2 separate regions of the Sus scrofa genome follow, and region 1 is linked to region 2. Evidence: chromatin contacts called from public Hi-C data. All regions are on one chromosome and are shown on one strand. The core of a region is the stretch at or near the end of the contact, and the rest is flanking DNA. Distances in the headings are between cores, read along the strand shown. Region 1 has its middle 120 kb from the start of SETD4. Region 2 has its middle 86 kb from the start of CLIC6.

Region 1 (5,373 bases), core at 624-3,123, 1.1 Mb after region 2:
GATGCAGCCTAAAAGTAAAAATAAAAATAAAAATAAATAAAGTAAAAGATTTGTGCATACGTAGGTTTAAAACACTTTCTGCCTTTCACCCAAATACTAAAACAGAACATTCCAGATTTTAGAAAGGAAATACATGTTTAATCTAATTTAATTTTTTAAAAAGGAATGCCATTTGAAAAACATTAAGAAGTGTTCTTGTATACCAAAAGCTGACTTTTAGAAATGAATTTATTTTTATTTCAAAAAGGCTTTAAAAATTAGTAGCCTTTTAATTCACATCAAGCTTTTAAAAAAAAATTAAAGAAGCTTTTCTCAATAGTAATTGTCACATTTCAAGCCCCACATTTGGATTTTTTTGAAAAGGGAATATCTGGTGAAAGAATGTGGAGTGTTACAAGAACCATGCGAAAAAGCTGCCCTTTAGATTCCAAATTCCAAATGGAGACAAACCTTGGCGTCTCAACAGCTTCTACATCTTAATGTCATCTTCTACATCTTCTACGTCTTCTGGATCTTAATGTCTCTACATTAAGCCCACCACGTTTGGAACAAAGGGTTTCTTTGAGTGATGGGCATCCTTGATAATGCACCGGTGAGAGTTCCCTTGCGGCAAAGCAGGCTAAGGATCCGTTATAGTCACTGCAGCAGCTCATTCAGCTCAGGTCACTGCTGTGGTGTGTGTTTGATCCTGGCCCAGGAATTTCCAAGTGCCTTGAGTTTGGCTATAATAATAATAACAATAGTGTACAGGTAGCTGCTCACGATTCTCTCCTAGTGACAAAAAGACCCTCTAAACGCTATGAAGCTGGGTAATTGAACCCAAGCAGCCGTGTTAAAACAGCAATCTTTTCTGACAGAAACTAGAGTTAAGCTTTCAGGAAATACTGTGTAAGGCAAGGAGAAAAACAGCTTATTTGCAAAACAGAACAATCTGAGTTTCCTACCCTAATGTTGTCTTCTGTGAAGCGATGCTGCCTGAGAAATACTTTCCAAATTTAGACACAATTCTAGTTTCAGAATCCCTGATCGGCCCTGAGTTTATAACAAAAAGGAATATCATTTGAAAGGATACAACAAATAAAAATGTAACCAAAAGGATGGAGAGTTCTTCTCTGAGGACGTTTGCATTTTGCTTCCATATCAAGAATACGTGAACTAATTATTTATACCTCAATAAAACTTTAAAAAAAGAATACATGTGTCCTCCTTTAATCCAATTACAGATATTTATTTTAAAGAATCAATCAGAGAGGTGGAAAATGCATATGTAAAAATATCTTTCAGCATCATTTCTGAAGTAAATTTGGAGCAACCTCAATCTCTGCCAATAGGAAAATGATTAAACAAGTGAAGCACGGGCAAAAGATGGGCTACTACGCTGCTGTTGAAAATTGGGTTTTTAAAGAGAATAATATGGGATATTATAAGGGAGTATTTCATAATATAATATAAATGCACAGGAGATGTAAATTATAAATTAACTGATGTAATTTTGTCTCTAAACGCTAAGAATATTATTTTCATGATACTCCTTTTTTCAAATTTTTACAGTGAAATGTATCATTCATATTGGAAGGTGGGGAATACGGCTATTCAAAGAAATGCATTTATCCAGAAGACTCCTTTTCAGTGTTCCTGTTTTACATGGATGTTAGTATGTCTAAGTGAAGCCTGCATGCCGCAACCCTCGCGCGTTCCCCGGCCCCGCAAGGCATTCTAGTCTGACTAGTCTGCACCCCAAGGGAAAGACTTACAGAAGTCCGGGAACGCTAATCTACTTTTCAGTTACTCTGATGATTAAGTTTGACCACAAAGCAGTGCCAGTAGAGTAGGTTTGTCTCTTCAACAACAGATGATTCCGCCCCCAAGAATCACAGATAAACAGTTCACAAATGCACTATCTCCTAAACACCGTCAGGGCTCCAGTGCTCGTGTGTTGACACAGAAAGTGCATCAAAGCTGTGTGTGCAAGTTGGCCTGTGGGCAAGAAAGAGAGGGAGAGAAGGAGGAGGAGGGAGGGGGGGGAAGTGAGGGGAGAAAGGGAGAGAGTGTTCACACCAGTGACTCAAGTCTGTGCTTGGCTAATTTAAAATTCGCTGACTCGAAAATGTTCCTAGCATCCAGGATAGGGTAGCTAAGCCCGACTCAAGGAGAATAGCCCTCTGTTCCTTCTTCCACTTTACACGAACATCACAGCTTTGTCTGACGCGTCTGTATACACAAGTCGTCTAGAGCACTTGAACTGGTGCCCAGCAAAAAGGGAGAACTGAGCCCTTCTTTCAACAGGATTCCGAGCCTTAGCTTCAGGCATTATCTGCAGGCAGGAACGCGTCTGCGTATTAATGTAGATCTAGCACGGATACGAGAGACATCTAGCGGCAGTTGGGTGAAACAGGGCAACATACAGACTACGGAGAGAAAGCAAGGCGTCCTTCATTTACAATTGTTTTATCTGATAATTATTATTAAATATCTAATGTATCAGGCACTAAGCTAAGTTTGAAGGGATACAGCAAACAAAGATAAAAAACAGAATTTTCAATAATTTGCATGACATTTGTATCAGAATTTTCCATAATGTATAAATATGTAAATATATTTGAAAATGTCTTTCTTTCTGTCATCTCTATTTATGAACGACAAAACAAAATCCCACATTCAAAACAGAACATCTCTCAAAGCAAGACCAAAATATTTGTTATCCAATGGTAAGACAATGATTTTCAAAAAGTTCTAGAAAATAAAAGCAAATGCTATATCAATAATTCCAAATTTGAGATACTTGCAAGATTGTTTTCTTTCTTTGATTTTTATAACAAGTTCACCCATTTCCTCTTAACCAGAAACTGAGTATTAGGAAATAGTGCTTTTTTTTTTTTTTTTAATGTCCACGGCCGCAGCATATGGAAGTTTCCAGGCCAGGGATTGAATCCAAGCCAAGGCTGTGCCATTCAGGCTGGGGATTGAACCATGTCTCTTCAGCAACCAGAGCCACTGCAGTAGGATTCTTAGCCCATGGCACCACATCAGGAACTCTAGAAATAGTACTTTTAAAGTGACTTTATATAAATCTTGTTCTGATTGTTATAGAAATTAATTTTATACCATCCTTTATGTTAATCAGTTCAAGCATTATGCTCACAAACTAACCAAAGGCAAATATAAAACTATAATACTCTGATTCAGGTCCATCAATAATTAGTATACAAAAAATTTTCTGTGCTAATAATAGGAAACTATCTCTCTGTGTGTATGCGTGTGCATGTGTGTTCATGTGTGTGCATGCATGTTTCATCCTTGACTTACCTCCCACCACTAAGAAATATCAATATGTGGAAATTCTAGGCTGCTTTTTACCTTTAGTTGTGTCCTAACGTATTGCATGTATAAAATGGCACACCATCGTATTTTCTTTCCTTTGTAAGAAAGGAAAAATACTTCAAACTCTGTCTTTTAAGCACCAGAGAGGTTTGTGCACAATTATAAGGAAGAAAAGTTGGTACCTTTCTTCCAGGCAGGAACGACGCCAACCCAAACCGCCAGATCTTATAAGGTCCATGCAAGTAAAGCAACTCAACTTAGAGTTTATCCTACTGAGGGGTTTTGGTGAATGAAAAATAGAGGATATGTCATTTATTTTATAAGCAAAGACTAAGAAACATTAAATTATTCTGTAAGTGCAATAAGTGAAATAAGCCTGTGTCTATATTATGTACATTTCAGGAGAAGACATAGTGACGGCAGTGAGAGAGTCTGGAAAAAAAAGACAGAGTATGAAACCAATCTTCATCTTATCATTTGCTCCATGGCCTTAGTACCTCAGAACGTGTCTTTATCTGGAGATGGGTCTTTACAGAGTCATAATGTTAAATGAGGTCACTAGGGTGGGCCCCAATGCAATGCAACTGTGTCCTTCAAAGAAGGAGATATTTGAACACAGAAAGAGGCAAACTCAGAGGGAAGATGATGTGAAGAGAGAAAAGGAGAAGATGACCAGCTACAAACCAAGAAGAGCGCCTGGTACAGAAGCTTCCCTCATGGCACTCCATAGAGCCAGCACTGCTGACACTTTGACCTTGAACTTCCAACCACCAAAAGTGGTAAAGAATGCATTTCTAGGAGTTCCCATCGTGGTTCACTGAAACAACCCTACTAGAATCCATGAGGATGCGGGTTTGATCCCTGGCCTTGCTCAGTGGGCTAAAGGATCTGGCATTGCTGTGAGCTGTGGTGTAGCCCTGCAGCTGTAGCTCCAGTTCAACCCCTAGCCTGGGAAATTCCATATGTGCTACAAAAAGCAAAAAAATCAAAAAAGAAATGTGTTTCTATTGTTTAAGCACCCAGCTTGTGATACTTTGTTACAGCAGCCATAGGAAACTAATACAGACCTTGGTATCAGGAGTGGAGTGACTTAACTCAGAAACTAACTGGCAAAGAACTGAGAGGCATGAGATACACAGTGAGCTGACATGACTTAGACAGTGGGCAAGCAGGGAAACCTGCTCCCAGATGACCAGCAGACTCTTAGGCTTGGCCATAATTGGAGGGGGCGGGGTTGGTCAATGTGCTCTGAGCACTGAGGGTCACCTGCACAGATAGCCAGGGGCAGCCCTTACTGTCCCCATCCCCCTCAGTGCCCCAGCCATCCCAGCTGGGGGCAAGCCATCCCCTGGTTCTGACCTCTCCATGTCTGCCCTCTTCTGTGTCTCCTTCATGTTCAGAGTCCTCTTGACTGGGCTGTGTGTCTTTTGATGCCTACTTGACTACGATCTGGGACATCTTCCACACCTAGAAAGATGGGGTGGCACATGTCAGTGTGGGTTCCTTAGAGCAACCCTTCACCTAATTGGCAGAAGTATAGCAAATGAAGCCAGTTGAACCTGAAGGTGCTCCCTGTAAAAGCAGAAGTCCTTCCCTCTTACCCTTACCTTTGCCCTTGACTTCAAGCCTTGCTTAACAAGGAACTGACTGGCCTGTACACCCCAACACCTCTGTGCTGCCTCTGATCACTTGCTTGATGAACATGTCACTCTACCCTTTTCAATCCTAACTCTCCTCATCTTCAGTGATTACTGTTCCAGGTCAGGTACCATGTGAAGTTATGCACAAGGGTAGCAAGGATGGTTTGAGCTCTGGTAACATGTCGCATTTGCATTCAACACCAGCTCGAGCTGAACCCTCTAGATTTGGAGGAATCACCTCTCTTATGAAATTTAATTACTTCTATAATTTGTGTCCACTAGGAAAAATATACAATGTACTGAATATAAATAAGAAAAAGAATAAAAAATTCCAGATATATGACTACATGTTTTGTAATATAAAACATACCCATCCTAATTCCCTTCAAACATCCCTTGCCTGCAGATGAAA
Region 2 (5,790 bases), core at 1,421-3,920:
CACAGGCCAAGTCTCTACACAAAAGCACAGCTTTAAAAGCTCTTGGGGGAGTTCCTGCTGTGGCTCAGCAGGTTATGAACCCAACTAGGATCCATGGAAGGCGGGTTCAACCCCTGGCCTTGCTCAGTAGGTTAAGAAGCCAGTGTTGCCATGAGCTGTGGTGTAGGTCGGAGACTTGGCGTGGATCCCCCGTTGCTGTGCCTGTGGCGGAGGCTGGCAGCTGCGTCTCCAATGCGACCCCTAGCCTGGGAACTTGCATGTGCTGCAGGTGTGGCCCTAAAAAAGAAAAAAAATTAAATTAAATTAAATTAAATTAATAAATGAAAGATCTCAGGTTCACTGCTTCCTCTCTTTTTTTTTTTTTTTCGAATTTCCCAGGCTCGTTTTTATTGAATCTATGTAACTGCTAAGGCCACTATGTACAGAGAAGAGGGGGAGAACTTTATTTCTTGGTCGCTTCCTCCTCCTTGGACAGAGTCTATGACTTCCTCCTTCTTGGCCTGGAGCCGCTCTTGACGGCGCTTGCGAGCTTCCTTGGTCTTAGACCTGCGGGCCTCAGGCTGGTCCGCCAGAAGCTTCTTGCGAGCCTTGTCCGCCTTCAGCTGGTGGGTGTGCTCCATGAGAATCCGCTTGTTTTTGAACACGTTTCCATCACGTTCAGGTACAGACTGTGATACACGCGCAGGTCAATCCTCTTAGACTCATGGTATCAGCCGGCGCAGAATTTTCATCAACTGCAACCAAGTTACCTTCTTGGGCATTCCTGCACTGGCAGTACCCTTCCGCTTACCGATGCCCATATATGCCTGCCCTTCCGGTGGGCCAGGGTGTTTTTCTGGCATCGAGCCCGGGAATGGACAGTCCCAGGCTTCTGGATGCTCAGCCCATCTTTGATCAGCTTCCAGATCTGCTGACGGGATTTGGCGTTGGCAATTTCTCTAGTCTCATCAGGATCCAACCAGACTTTCTTTTTGCCACAGCGGAGGACACTGGAGGCAAGCCTCTTCTGAAGTCTGAGCACACTCATGGCTGTGGCCACAGTGGGAAAGTCTGCTTCCTCTTTTAGGTCCAGGAAAGCCAGGCTCCTGCTGCAGCCCAGAGTACCTTCCCTTCCATTCATGGTGACTTAGCAAACTCCAAGATGCCACACTGACCTCTTACCTAGATTTGCTAATGTGCTTCCTGCAGTCACCCAGTCAGAGAAGCACTTTTTTTTTCTTTTTTTTTTTGGTCTTTTTATCCTTTTAGGGCAGCCTATGGAGGTTCCCAGGCTAGGGGTCCAATGGGAGCTGTAGCCTCTGGCCTACACCACAGCCACAGCATATCAGATCCGAGCTGCATCTTCGACCTGCACCACAGCTCACAACAGTGCCAGATCCTTAACTCACTGAGAGAGGCATCTTCATGGATGCTAGTCGGGTTCGTTAACTGCTGAGATCCCATGGGAACACCAGAGAAGCACTCTTATGCTTGCTTACCATTTTACAGATGCAACCCCCCTCCCCAAAAGAGGCACAGAGATGTTTAAGGACCGTATCCAAGTTCATATAGCTGGAGATTTTCAGAAACTGGCCTCTGACCCAGGTGTTACTGAGAGCTATAATCAAAAGTCCACATACAAATTTCCCGTTGTGGCTCAGTGGGTTATGAACCTGACTAGTATCCATGAGGATGCAGGTTCAATCCCTGGCCTTGCTCCGTGGGTTAAGGATCACCACTGAGCTGTGAGCTGTGGTGTAGGTCATGGCTTGGGATCCCGTGTTGTGGCTGTGGTGTAGGCCAGCAGCTGCAGTTCTGATTTGACTCCTAGCCTGGGAACTTCCACAGGGAGTGGGTGCGACCCTAAAAAGCAAAAAAAAAAAAAAAAAAAAAAAAAGTCCATATGGTAGCTTGACTGTCTGAGGCTGTGAGTGTGCAGATGGCTAGTCAGAAGGATAGATGGATAGAGAGATACTCTCTAGACAGGCTGGTAAATCCCGCAGGAGAGAGCATAATTTGTTCTTATGAAGTATTTTTTTCTAATCATTCTAAATCATTTTAAAATTCCACACAGGCACCCGGCCTCATAATGGCCAGCTTCCAGAGGACGAAATAAATGTTCAAAGGTCTCAAGCTCCCCACGCAGGCACCACGGCCCAGAAGCTCCAAGCTGACTTGTCCCCTGAGACCTCTGGTGTTTAGGGGTGGGGGGGGGGGACTGCAATGAGGGCATGAGCCTCCCCCTTGGAAGGGAACCTGAGGCAGGAAGAGAAGATTCCCCCCGCACCCCACCCCCTGCCAGGCTTCAGACACTGGATGTTTGGACAGAGGCCTCACCCTAGGACTGAGGGCTGCAACCAGACACCCTGTCAGTCTCCGAGGGGGGCCTGGAGCCTCTCTGGTGCCAAATCCCCACTCTCCCACCCTGGGGTCTGCAGCTGGGGAGGGTGCCAGGGTGGGTGAGGGGCCAAGGCTGAGGGGGGGTGGTCCCCTCCCTGGAAGGCTGGTCTGGAGCCAGACTGCCAGGCTCAGCCATGCCCTGCCAGCTACCATGAGAGCTCAAGTCAATCACCCGACTTCTCATGCCTCGTTTTCCTCACCTATAAAATGAGGACATCCATAGTCAGAGTGTCACGGAGTGGTTATGCAGCAGGGGAATTTCTATACGAAAGGTGGTGGGTGGAGGCCGACCTTTGGCCCCCGTGCGACAAGGGCTTTGCCTTGGCAGTTGCTGCTGCTAAGTCAGGCCCTGGGTTTGTCTTGGCCTGCCTTGTTTCCATTTTCAATTGAGAATTAAATTTGGATAGACGTTAGTCTGACTGGGTCTGCTCCCTGGACCTTGGCCAGCCAGCTCCGAGTAACGGCAGACAGGGTGGGGTCACTGGGGTTGAGTTACTGGATTTCCACACAAACACACACACACCCCCTCCCAGCCCCCCGTGGTTTTGGGCAATCTGCTCGGTGACGGGCAGCTCTGTTGTCGTAAGACTGGACTTTTCAGGAGAGCTTTTGGGTCACGCTGGGCATCTGTTGGAAAGGCCTATTCTTGGACAGAGTCATTGGCCATGCCGGGAACTGCCTTTTTTTGACCTGTAGCCCCTCGGCCATTCAAAGTCAGGGTGACACCCAGCTCTAGTGGCTGTTGCTCCATTGTGAGGCAACCTGGATTGCTCTTTCCTTCCAATGTTTCTTTCTTTCTTTCTTTCTTTCTTTCTTTCTTTCTTTCTTTCTTTCTTTCTTTCTTTCTTTCTTTCTTTTCAGGGCCTCATCTGTGGTCTATGGAAGCTCCCAGGCTAGGGGTCGAATCAGAGCTGCAGCTGCCAGCCTACACTACAGCCACAACAGTGCCAGGCCCCAGCTGCATCTGCAACCTACACCATAGCTTGTGGCAATGCCAGATCCTTAACCCACTGAGCAAGGCCAGGGATCAAGCCCGCATCCTTGCGGATACTAGTGGGGTTCATAACCTACTGAGCCACAATAGAAACTCCCCATTCAATTTGTAGATTCTCATAATTTTCAACATTCAGTCTGGTCTGGTGTCACAGGGAGTGGGCTGGGAATGGCCTGCAGTGGTTCCCTAGGGCGTGGAGGGGTGGGTCCCAGTCAGCACACTTTGCAACAGTCGGAGAGCAGCTGAGAATGGGCACACTGGTCCAGCTGACTGAATCGCTGCCAGTGGAAGGGACCTCGAGGTGGGGGTCAGTGGGGACGGTGACTGGGGCGGGACTGGCTGGCTGGGGCTCCTCTCCTCTGCGTCCCCCAGAGCTCAGGAAGGTGAGGTGGGGCTGGAGAAGGAGTTTATGGCCAGGGAAGCTCAGAGATGGTCACAAAGGAGCAGTCAAGACCCACTGCGGCGGGGGGGGGGTGTGTTACAAACCCAACTAGTATCCAGGAGGATGTGGGCTCAATCCCTGGCCTCACTCAGTGGGTTAAGGATCCGGTGTTGCTGCAAGTTGTGGTATTGGTTGCAGATGTGGCTGGGATCTGTGTCTGGCTCTGATTCGACCCCTAGCCTGGGAACTTCCATGTGCCACAGGTGCAGCCCTAAAAAAGCAAAAATACATACATACATACAAGTTAATTGAAGAGAGTTCAGCTTGGGGACACACATTTCGTGTGCGTGTACGTGTGTGTGTGTTGGAGCTTTTTTACTTATTTAAAACATGTTATCTAGAGCAAGAAATCCCCAGACATACCAGCCCAGAGCCGTAAACCACGAGAGACCAGACAGCCTTCAAAATATGCAGAGATGGCAACTCCTCATGGGCGAAGCCAGTCATGGGTCTTCGAGCGGACTGAGCTGCCAGCAGCCCCCTGGGGTGACTGGGTTATGATGGGGGACAGTCCCGCAGACCTGGCACTCTGCATCTTGTCAGTGCTGGGCATGACGCCCTTTTCTGAGCGCTTTTTGAAGCTTTTATACCCTGCTGGGCTCTGGGCCTCAGATGCAAAGGGAGTCAATAACTCTGCAAAAAGTCACCAGACAATTTATCCCCTTGGCACCAAGCCTAGAATTCTAATCAGTTCTTGACTGCTTCAAAGTCTTCTTGCTTTGGATCTTCCAAATTGAAAATAAATATCGAGGGCAATTACCTTCCTTTAGCCCTCTGATGTTGAAGATTGGTTCTCATCCATTAATTCAAGAAACTTCTCGTTTCTTTGGGAAGGTATTGGCCCTTGGAACTCTTAACTCAGTATCAACACAGTCCTCTAGGTTTTGAATTTTTTTAAAAGAGAGGATTTATTATACTCTAGGTTAGTATTTTCCTATTTTGAAGAAGTCTTGATCATACCAGACGCTCTTCCAAGGGGTAAAAAAAAGCCGGTTTCTTCCTATTACTGGATGCCCGCTATCCTCAGAGCATCCTCAAGAGGGCAGCAAAGTACAACGTCTGGTCGCATTTCCCGGCTGGGGCAGCCCCTGAACCCTCAGAGCGGATTTGGAACTTGCCTCCCTGCGGGGTGCGGAGCGAGGGGTGAAGAGCAAGGATGGTTACTGGGTTACTGATCGCCTTCTTAGGCAGTTCTCTGGGCTCGCCAGGAAAGCACATCCCCTGGAAGGAAAGCCAGAGCTCCCCCAGTCTCATTTTCAGAGAGCTGCGAACATGACCAGACCTATTAATTACTTAATTGAGGTTCTGGGCTTTGAAGATGAAAAGTGGCGAGTTCTGCTGTCTCCAGTCCGGGGAGCTCTTTCTCGGGGCCCTTCTGAGTCTCGCTTTCAAGTTACCAGGTTCATTTTGGTGACCTTCTCGGGCGATAGGGATAACCCATCCCGCCCCTGTGGGTCAAGGGAGTGTTATCTCCTGAAACCACTTCCTTGAGCTCAAGTCACACTAAGCCGACCACAGCGTCCCAGCAGAGGGCTTGGTCGCACTTAGCGTGTGTCTCTGTCACCGTGCCCTGACCGAGTCACAGGCTCCCAGTGGTGGCTGAGAAGCAGCAGGGGATGCTGGCTCATGAATGACTCTGCTGGGCTGAGACCAACTGAAACGGGGGAGCCTGGTGGCTTTGTGGCCCTGCCTGGGGCATAGAGTCTCAGCCCCATAATTGACTGGCACCTCCGGGCACCAGGCCAGCTTGGCCTGAATTCCCTCATCCCGGGGAAGGGGACAGGGAGAGTGGGAGGAAGAGGAGGGAGTCGCCTGCACACGTGGGATAAAGACACAGGCAATAATGGAAACATTAAGCCGATGCTTCGTTTACAAACAACTTTCACATCCGACGTTATCTCGCGGGAGTCTCTGAAAGGCTGCGTGAAGTTGAGGACGTGCGTGGGAAAAGCGGCCAGCAGGATCCTGGAGCCAC

Evidence for each region. Hi-C and Micro-C count contacts between places; a contact is called where the count stands out from the background.
Region 1: a Hi-C map of alveolar macrophages shows a contact between it and region 2, with 5 times the contacts expected there. The contact joins two enhancer-like sites. A contact is called at or near these places in 13 of 47 Hi-C or Micro-C datasets (alveolar macrophages, blood, brain and 9 more) and 1 of 2 datasets of contacts at active chromatin or transcription factors (alveolar macrophages).

Annotation. Positions count from the first base shown.
Region 1 is chr13:199,471,093-199,476,465 of Sscrofa11.1, forward strand. No RefSeq gene overlaps it. Among named protein-coding and RNA genes, the nearest start is that of SETD4, 120 kb to the right of the region's middle. Within about 2 kb of position 1,874, at least 17 of the 83 cell types and tissues checked have an H3K27ac peak or open chromatin away from gene starts, as enhancers often do. A contact at or near this core is called in alveolar macrophages, retroperitoneal adipose tissue and subcutaneous adipose tissue, where this site is marked.
Region 2 is chr13:198,334,306-198,340,095 of Sscrofa11.1, forward strand. It overlaps the pseudogene LOC100623408. Among named protein-coding and RNA genes, the nearest start is that of CLIC6, 86 kb to the left of the region's middle. Within about 2 kb of position 2,671, at least 9 of the 83 cell types and tissues checked have an H3K27ac peak or open chromatin away from gene starts, as enhancers often do. A contact at or near this core is called in alveolar macrophages, retroperitoneal adipose tissue and subcutaneous adipose tissue, where this site is marked.